2 separate regions of the Mus musculus genome follow, and region 1 is linked to region 2. Evidence: chromatin contacts called from public Hi-C data. All regions are on one chromosome and are shown on one strand. The core of a region is the stretch at or near the end of the contact, and the rest is flanking DNA. Distances in the headings are between cores, read along the strand shown. Region 1 holds the start of Slc5a7 (solute carrier family 5 (choline transporter), member 7). Region 2 has its middle 110 kb from the start of Slc5a7.

Region 1 (4,969 bases), core at 2,137-4,636, 110 kb after region 2:
ATATTATAATAATCAGCAATGATTAAAATGCTTGAACATTTAACAGCTCATTTATTATTATTCTTGTGTACAAAGTACCTTTTTAAAGAGACATAGTACACCCGTAAGAAAGCTGAACATAGCACAGCATGGAAGAATAGTGAGTGTGGTCATCGAAAGACCTCATCTTTATCTGTGCTAACTAAGCAAATCTGGAGATTCCCTTCACTCTACGCCCCTTTCACAGAGCCTGCTGTAAAGAACATATGGCTCCATCTACAGTGGCTGAATATATATCTGAACTTACAATTCGAATACTTGAGAGATTAAAAAAATCTGCAGTCCATATAGGATACTGTAGATCTCAGATGACCAAAATGTTCAGAAGAGAAAGACCGTCTTCATAGGAGAGTAAAGTCCCTAGCTAACACACAACGTCAATTGTCTTTCGATAAAAGGTTTGCACAGACACTGATATTTCATTTGGATTTGGTTTCTAGTTAGACATTTTTCTAATGAGACATCAAGAGTTCCAGCAAGAACGTATCATGTTGCTAGTATTAAAACCACTAAGGAAGGTTCAGATCTAATGTGTTGTTAGTCAAAGTGTTACCAACCATTTATAAGACACAATTTTATATTGTTTTCAGAATTAGTTTTGGAGACCAAGACAAAAATGAAAAACAGCAGAAATCACTCTGAGACCAAAGGTAGAACAAACAAGGGCTGCTCCTAACAAAAAGAAGATTATAAAGGAAGAGAGATGCAGATGATGGCCTGTGAATTCCTTTGAGGACACACCTTGACTTTTTCCCTTTTATACCAAGGATCCTGAAAAACTTACTTTTATTGTTGTAGATTGTTTCCTTTAAGGAAAATAGGTATTAAATGAGAAAAGTAAGCTTCTAACAGGAATAATTAGATTAGAATTCTACTGCCTTCAAAATTATCTATTTAGGCAAAAAACTACAACCAGGTAGTATTCACTTGTCATTTCAGAGAGCTCAGTCACAACCCCAAATAGACACATTGAGACGCCATCACATTGTTTCATCGATTCTCATCTCCACTCCTTTGTTTTTACCATTCCTATCCACTAGCCCGTCAAGAGAGACCACGTTGCTTCCCTAATATTAAGTTCAGTGATTTATTGTAAAATTGTTTTTGTCTAGAATTACTGAAATTAAAACATGTTCATTTTGTTTTAAATTAAATATGAAGCCACTTTAAAATATAAGTTGTGGACTGAAAGAGCTCCAAAGGACAAAGGCAATGTGTGATTTCTCCCTTTGAGTAGAAACCAGCCTGGGAAGGGAATACAGAGAAACCTACCTGTCATGGTAAAACCACCAACCAACAAACCAATGTCACGGCCCCCGACTATGATGGCTTCACTGCGCTCTTCTGGGTTGCCGCTGTTTTTGGTTTTCCATGCAGCCCATATTCCAACCAGAAATATAAGGAGGTAGAAGAGGATAATAGCTACCAGTCCTTCTACGTGGAAAGACATTTTTATTTAGGGTACAGTGCAGATCCTTCCACAGAGGGCTACTTCATCAAATCTTCTGTAGAAAATACAGCAATGTATTATTAAGCAGCCACGCACTATGCTTACACAGGCTGCCAAAACGAAGCAGCTGGATCCAGACATCTTTTTTTTTTTTCTTCTTTGAAAAAGCTTGCATTGAAATCCCATAATACTAATCATGGCCAACAAGTGTCCAGTTCACTGCTCTGTTTCTGCTTAACAAGTTAATGCTTTGCATTCGAAGAAACAAACAAAAAAAGGAGTGAGCATAAATCCAATAAAAATAATTTTTTTTGTATTTTATAAATTCCTTCAAGTTAAGTCTGTTTTGTATTACACCTCAGTTCTTTAGATTGTTTGCAGCGATTATGCCTATATATTTGCCCTTTCAAACTAAGTCAATATTTAATAATTGTTTACTAATTTAAGTGTAGCCTAAAGGAATACTCCAAGAAAGTCTCCCCCCTCCCCCTCCCTCTCTCTCTTCCCCCCTTTCCTCCTCCCCTCCCCTCTCCTCTCTCTCTCTCTCTCTCTCTCTCTCTCTCTCTCTCTTTCTTTCTCTCTTTCTCTCTTTCTCTCTCTCTCTCTGTTCATTCTTCATTCTTTACTTATCCTTTCAGACCTCAGGAAACAGGTCCAAAAGTAACTCAATATAAAATATCTGGCCAGAATACCCCCTCCAAAAACACTAAAACAAAAACAACGCCCCCCCCCCAAAAACAAACAAACAAACTAGGAAAATCCTTTTTAAAATCAATTTACTGTGACAACTAAGTATGTTTTCCTTGTTTAAAAGAAGGACCCTCTCAATCTCTCAATCTTCCTTTGTCCTTAGTTCATATCATGTCCACCCCACCCCCACCCCCACCCCACCCTCACTCCTACCCCCACCCCCACCCCGCGCCTCATCATCCCGGTCTCTACAGAAGAGGATTTTAAAATAAGGCAATATATAAACCACAGTCACAGATACGAAAACGCGAACGAAGAGGACTGATGTCAACTTTTAAAATAAAGCTTGATCTTACGGAATTCCTGTTCTCTTATACTGAACAAACCAGTGCTATTTCCTTCACCCCAGTTCACAGGCGTAAGTTTTTGTGGGAGGGGGTCTGAGCTTTGCAAGCGGGTTCTGGCTGCAAGCACTCACCTCCGGGATGTTCTGGAGCGCCCCGGACCGGGTGGGCTCCGCCTTTGTGAGCCCAGAGCCACCAAATTTCCCCTCCGCCCAAACTCCCCCGCGCCCTGCTCCCCTTTGCCTCTGAGCTCTGGATCTCCTGAATCCAGACTCCTACAGTCGCTAGCACCCCTAGAGCCACAAGTGCTTCTTAACTGAGCGGAGGGGACATCCCCAGCAGGCAGAGTCGATCCTTCCCGGGCGGCCCCGAGGGTGTGGCCCTAGCTCTTGTTCCCGTAGGGCTCTTACCTTTGCGTCACCCGGAGCTGCTTTAGGGGTCCAGGAGCCCCTTGAGCCCCGGGCTGTGAGGGACACGGAGGGAGGGAGGCTCGAGGTGAGTGGAGGGGGCTCCGGCAAGGAGCCCGATGAGGACTCCGAGGGGGTGAAGCGATCGATCTGGGTATTGGAAAAAGTCTCTTTATAAGGGCGGAAGGCGGGGGCGATCGTCAGAGCTCTGGAGAAGGACGTCAGAACAAAGTGGTGCTGGGCGTGAGTTGCGGACTGTGCCCTGGTGTGGCCCGGGGTGCGAGGGAACAGCCAAGCTCAGATCCAGCACTTGCCCAAGTTCATGTTCCCATCCCAAGTCAAGTCGTCTGCTACCCTAGAATGGAGGACTCCAGACTAAAGGTCATTTCCCAGCCTACCTGCCCACTTTATCTTTCTGGGTTGCAAAAGACAGCAATGGACTTGGAGGATTTCACTTGCAGATGCAGACTGGAAGCTTCCAAACCCCGCCTTGAGGTGTCCACATGCAAGCTCAGTTAAGGGCCTTGTCTCTGTCTCTGGTTGGCCTCAGAGAGGGGTTGCTTTCAAGCCCTTCTTGGCTAGTTTTTTTGTAGAAACATGTTAGGAAGGTTTAGACTAGTCAGCCTATTTCTCTTTGCTTTATATTCATATTCCCTTCACTTAAAACTGGGGTCACCATGAAACTTTCTCACAGGTGCACAGTTCTTTAAAATAAAGTTGGTGTGTAAGCCACAGGAAACATCCTACTAGCTAAGCCAAGCACTCTAGCTTATAAAAGCACTCAGTCTATCACTTCAAACAGGTTTAGATCTTTTGCATGCATATATATCTAGCACTACATTTCTAGCATACTACATATCTAGTATTCTGTGACAGGATTACTTATGTATCTGTTGTACCTGTCTTTAAAGGGCTTTATCTTATAACAGTTGAATATATTGTAGAGGGGGCTGCTTCTGCAACCTTTTAAATGTGTTTCAGGGAGAGGTGTTATGGAATGGGTGTGAGGAAAAAGAAAAGATTGAAAGCCATAAAGTCTCAGCTTTGTGCCCACTTTCTCACTTCTTTCTACATCTACTGAGCCAGTCTATTAAACAGTGAAACAGTGCATCTGACAGCTAACGAGGTGAAGTCCATACTCAGCTGCTATCCACCTCTCTAGGCTAACCTGCAGACTAGCTCCCATCTTAGACTGGATTTATAGAGGCTCTTTTAACTGTATTCCCCATTCCTTTGTTCTCTGTGTGAACAGTAACTTCCCCTGTTACTGGACAGGGCAGAGGCCTATGTGGATAGTTGTCATAATGAAGGTTTGTAACCAGCTAATTGCTATCTATCTATCTATCTATCTATCTATCTATCTATCTATCTATCTATCTATCTATCTATGGAACAGACCCTATTTGAGCTCAGACAGAAACTAACAGAAGACAGACATGAAATTCATTTAACCACTCAGTGTTTTAGGTGGGATTTCTTTTACTTTTGATTCTAATTAACTTCTGATTTTGAACTTAGGCCACAGATTAATACACATTTTTTTCCTTCTGGAATATTCCTTAAGGTGATGACACAGATATTTCAGTTGCAGTAGGGCAGGGATCAGGAATGCAGTGTCTCAGACAGTGTGCCAGTTTATGGGGCTAAGGTCAGAGAGTGTGACTCAAGCACAGAGAGACAGGAGAGATGGCTGTCCTCACAGAACATCACTAGGGCTTAGGGGTGAGAATCCGGAGTGCAGCCAGGGCTGGCACTCTGGGAGAGGTGGGGCTAGGGAAACTAATTAATTTTGAGAAGCCAGGAATACCAGGATCTAGACCAACTCCCAGATCTCAGTAGTGACAGTGACCTTGAAAGTGGCTTAAAAGAAAACTGGCAAAGAAACTGTCCTTCATGATAAAGAGCACCAGTTGAAAATGACAACTACTGATGTATTGAGTCTGGCTTTTGGCAGACATGTCCTCATCTGCCAAGTCCTGTGAGTACCATTGTCTGACCAGACAATGATGCCGCACATGCGTTTCTGATCTAGCATCCTC
Region 2 (4,662 bases), core at 902-3,401:
TTCAGCTCTGAAACCATATGCAAACAGCAAAATGGATCTAACAGATTGTATTTATATATTTGTGCATACATACATGTACATACATAGCAATACTAAGAAAAGAGAAAGAGGCTATCAATTTAGGAGGTAGGTGAATGAAAGGGGTTGGAGGGATGGAAACTTGGGAGGATGGGAACTAGGAGGGGCTTGAGGGAGGAAAGGGAAGGAGGTAATGTAATTTAATTTTAATTAAAATGTATAAGCATTTTATGTGTTCACAGATTTAATTGAGAAGTGTCAACATCTTAGAGTATCAAGCAAGGTTGCAAAACCCCTTCTCTTCCTCCTTGCCTCACTCGCTCTTCAGTTCCTCTGTTTCCTTATTTCGTGTTCCAAGCACACCCTGACATTTTTCAAGTCAGATTTCTCCTGAACTCTTTCCCTTCAGCTTAACATGCTAGTCTTCTTATTGTCTAGTTACCATTTATTTTAAAAAGTTGATGGAAACATTCAGTATATTAAAGAAAATGTGATCATGACTTTCATATGAATGAAGCTGTATCTCCCATCCTTGAAAATTATTATCCATAAGCTATCTTATTTAAGTTTTGCCCTATTTACTTTCTTGCTTATACCATAATATTCAGAGAAAATCCAAATATTACTTTATGTAGAAAAACTTCAATGTTTCTCCAAAATCTTCTTTAAAATAAATAATATCATTAATCTTAATTCAAACAGTTATTCTTTATTATCATCAAATATGTGCTTAATATGTAATACATGGTACCAAACTTCTCTGAACTTTTAAATGAACTTCATAAACATTTAAAGTGGTTATTATATAAATTCTGCATATATCATTGAGGTAGTTCTAGGTATAATGACACTCTCTATCAAGCATGAAGACTAAGTTGATTCCCAGGACTCACAACGGTGGAAAGGCATAACCATTTCAGGAAAACGGTTCTGTGACTTCCATATGCATGGCACATGAACCCCCACCCATACACATGTATATTTATGTACATATAAAAATAAATACAAAAAAGAAAAACTAAAATCTAAATATTATAATTTATTAATGCTTTGGTTTATTGTTTGCTTTTTGTAAACATATCAAAACTACCACATCTGTCTTTAAGTTTCTATTGCTGTGATAAAAACCATCACAAGCAATTTCAGTAGGAAAAGTTTTATTCTCTTTTCTATTTCCAGGTAGCAGTCACTCAAACATGGCAGGAACCTGGAGGGAGGGACTAAAGGAGACACCATGGAGGATCACAGCAAGCTTACTGGCTTGCTCCTTATCATAAGCTCAGCCTGATTTCTGCTACACCCAGGACCTCCAGTCCAGAGATTCACTACCTCCAACAAACCATTAATTAAGAAATGTTTTCTAGAAATGGCTGCATTAAGAAGACTGGAATAATGGCAGTATTAATAAACATGTTGATGTGGTGGGGAAGTGGGTGGATTTCACCAAGTCCCATCCCTCCACAAAGAAATACAGGCAAGTAATGACTGCTCAGAGAAGAAAGTAGGCTTTCCCAGGAGTGAGCCTCCTTCTTCCTTGTCCAGCTGAGAACAGTTAGCTCTAAAACCATACACACACAAGCAACAAATAGGCTTATTTATATGTCACATAATTATAAAGAAAAGAGATTATTAACCTAGGGTGTTAAAGTAGGTGTTCAAGGAAGGGAAGCTGAGAAGCACTGGAGGAAGGGAAGGTGAGAAGTGGTATAACTGTATTTTAATTAAATAAAAACATCTTTTAAAAAAATCAGCAGTATTTAGTTTCCCTCGAATTTAAGAAATTAGTAAGCCATAGAGTGTTTATTCAGTGAAGATATTTTAATGACAGTAGAAAACTAAAAAAAAAAAAACAAAAAACAAACAAAACACAAAAAAGGAAAAAGAAAATGCTCTACACTCTTGCCCACAGGCAATCTGATAGAGGCATTTTCTCAAATGAGTTTCCTCTTCTCAGATAACTGTTGCTTGTGTCAAGTTGCCTAAAACCAGCCAGGACAGTTTTTAACAGCAGTTCATGAAGAAAGGGAAACTGTCAGATGATATTTCCCTTTGGAGTCAAATAGCACTTCATGTACATATCAAAATTCTTCCTATTCATACAAAATTAATGAAATTCCAGCTGGTTAGAAAGCATGTTATTCTTGGCTCTTTGACATTTAAGGAACATAGTCCAAATCCAGGAAGTAGTTTTACTGTCTTTAAATCTTTCTCTTCTGTCATCAACATCCACATGCTTGCTCTCCCTCTCCCTTTCTCCCTCTCCCTCTCCCTCACCCTCTCCCTCTCCCTCTCCCTCTCCCTCTCCCTCTCCCTCTCCCTCTCCCTCTCTCTCTCTCTCTCTTCTCTCTCTCTCTCTCTCTCTCTCTCTCTCTCTCTCTCTCTCTTCTCTCTCTCTCTCTCTCTCTCTTCTCTCTTCCCCCCCCCTCTCTCTCTCCTGATTTCTCTGTATTTAATGCCTGAATTCTTAAGCATAGGGAAATATTCAAGTCTGGAGTAAAGAGTTAGTTCCTCCTTGTGGAATTCCTTTGTTTTTCCCCAAGCAATTCATTGGCACCCACTCCACACTGTAACTCCTATTAAAGTCATTCCCTGTGCTGAGAACTCACATACTGTCTGCTCTGGGTTTGAAAGCCTGGGGTGACATACTGGTGTTGCCATTTACTAGCTTATTAACACTGAGCTGGCTATGAATTGTCCTAGGTCATTAGTTCATCATCTGTGAAATGGGCATAATGATCTGCTTTCTTTGTCGTTTTGTTGTAGAGCTTAAGCATAAGTGTTTATTCTCGCTCTTGACATGTGTACCTGACAAAATTGGTGTTTTAAATATTATAATAAGCTAACCATAGTTTCCTTTAATATCTCCGAATGAAAAATAGAAATAGAAAGGAAAGAACATGACTGCTTCTAAGGAGGAGAAAGTTTACTGTAGATATTGGGAGAGTATAGCCAGAGCCAGAGATATTTGAAAGAATTCTGAGTGGACATGACTCTGAGCCATGTATGGAGAAATGGTGGGGGAAGGGAGAGGGGAGAGATACAGCAGCCAGGAAGCCCAAAAGAAAGTAGATGAAAAGGACCAGGTAACCAAAATAGTTTGATTATATAGGGAAGGATGGCGGGGAATGGGGTAGAGAAATTTAGAGTAGAGAATGGGATATTCTCACCCAAGAGAGGCCAGAAATAGGTAGGGACTGAGGGATACAGGGAGAACTTGGCACTCAAGTCCTCTTTGATATGCTAAGCAGGCATGCACAGTCATTTGTCTCTGGTTTGAAACCTAACATCTTCCTTCTGAATTGTTAAGGGGCAAAGACCACTAGCTACCCAATTTATCATAATTATTGTTCAACACTCAGTCCTGAAACAATTGATTTGGAAGTCTCCATTGTTTTTTGTTTGTTGGTTGGTTTGATGTTTTGTTTTTGTTTTGCTTTGTTTTACTGAGTAGATTATTCAACAGACAACTTCATTATCTAACCATTCTTGATATTCTTCGGAGATCCCATTTTTGGGGAATGCATGGATTAACTGATAGGATATTAGGCTAAGCGAAATAAGTCAGACACAGACAGAAAGTAGTCCATGGTCTCAGTTATACGAAACGACAAAAAACTTAAAATATGCAGAAGCAGAGTTACAATAATGCTTATGCAGTTTGGTGTGAGTTGGGGATAGAGAGATGTCAGCAGAAAGAAACTAAATTGTAGTTAGCAGAACTCATATAAGTAACGTGATTGTATTGCACATGGCAATGGGGGGAAGAATAGATTCTAGGTAGGTTTTGCACTAGAAAGATAACTAAGCAATACATTATGATGTAATCTATTGATTCCCTAGCCTAAAATGATCTCACTATACATATGTGTATCAAACATTATGTTGTGGCTCTTAAATATACAATTAAAATTCATAGTTATTCCTGTTGATGTCATACATTATTATCAAGGTTCTAAAATGCAAATTATAACATATACAGCATGTGTTTATGCATATGTACACACATATGTATGAATTTCTTTAGTAAACACATTTCTTATTTCCCAGCTCTTTTTTTTTAACTAGGAATGTTTGTTCATGATGAGTATCTAATATTTAGGAATATTAAGAATATTTAATTCTTATAAATTGTATTTTTAAACGAGATGGCATACCCTTGTAGGAGATGAGGAGTTTAGGAGAAAAGACTAGGTTTTGTCAGTAGTAGAAAACAGAAATTTTCTTTTTTCTTTCCTTTTCTTTTCTCTTCTTTCCTTTTCTTCTTTCTCTCTTTCTCTCCCTTCCTTCCTTCCTTCCTTCCTTCCTTCCTTCCTTCCTTCCTTCCTTCCTTCCTTCCTTTCTTTCTTTCTTTCTTTCTTTCTTTCTTTCTTTCTTTCTTTCTTTCTTTCTTTCTTTCTTTCAGCAGTTATGAAGCAAACACAGGTCATTACCCCAGCATCAGCATCTGCAATACCATGCTGGGTGATACTGGGACGCCTGAGAGCAAAAGCATGTTAAAGCCAATGATTTGTGGGGACTGCCTTTCTGCTTGTGCTTCTCTACAGGCTGCATACACAACTCCCACTGTTAAACCTGCGTTAATGGAATCTGAGAAATCAGAGTCCAGCTTTATCTATCTATAGATCTAAAATATCTACCTTGCAT

The links. A called contact is a pair of places that touch in the nucleus more often than the background predicts.
Region 1: a Hi-C map of the C2C12 cell line shows a contact between it and region 2, with 1.5 times the contacts expected there. The contact joins the promoter of Slc5a7 here to the enhancer-like site in region 2. A contact is called at or near these places in 2 of 39 promoter capture datasets (the 3T3-L1 cell line and stem cell-derived epiblast-like cells), 1 of 484 Hi-C or Micro-C datasets (the C2C12 cell line) and 2 of 9 other capture datasets (adipose tissue and liver).

The regions. Positions count from the first base shown.
Region 1 is chr17:54,295,648-54,300,616 of GRCm38.p6, forward strand. It overlaps Slc5a7 (solute carrier family 5 (choline transporter), member 7), which reads right to left and starts at 3,387. Exons shown (of 9, transcript NM_022025.4): 1 at 2,934-3,387; 2 at 1,312-1,544. The coding sequence starts at 1,489.
Region 2 is chr17:54,187,195-54,191,856 of GRCm38.p6, forward strand. No RefSeq gene overlaps it. Among named protein-coding and RNA genes, the nearest start is that of Slc5a7, 110 kb to the right of the region's middle. Within about 2 kb of position 2,152, at least 8 of the 459 cell types and tissues checked have an H3K27ac peak or open chromatin away from gene starts, as enhancers often do. A contact at or near this core is called in the C2C12 cell line, where this site is marked.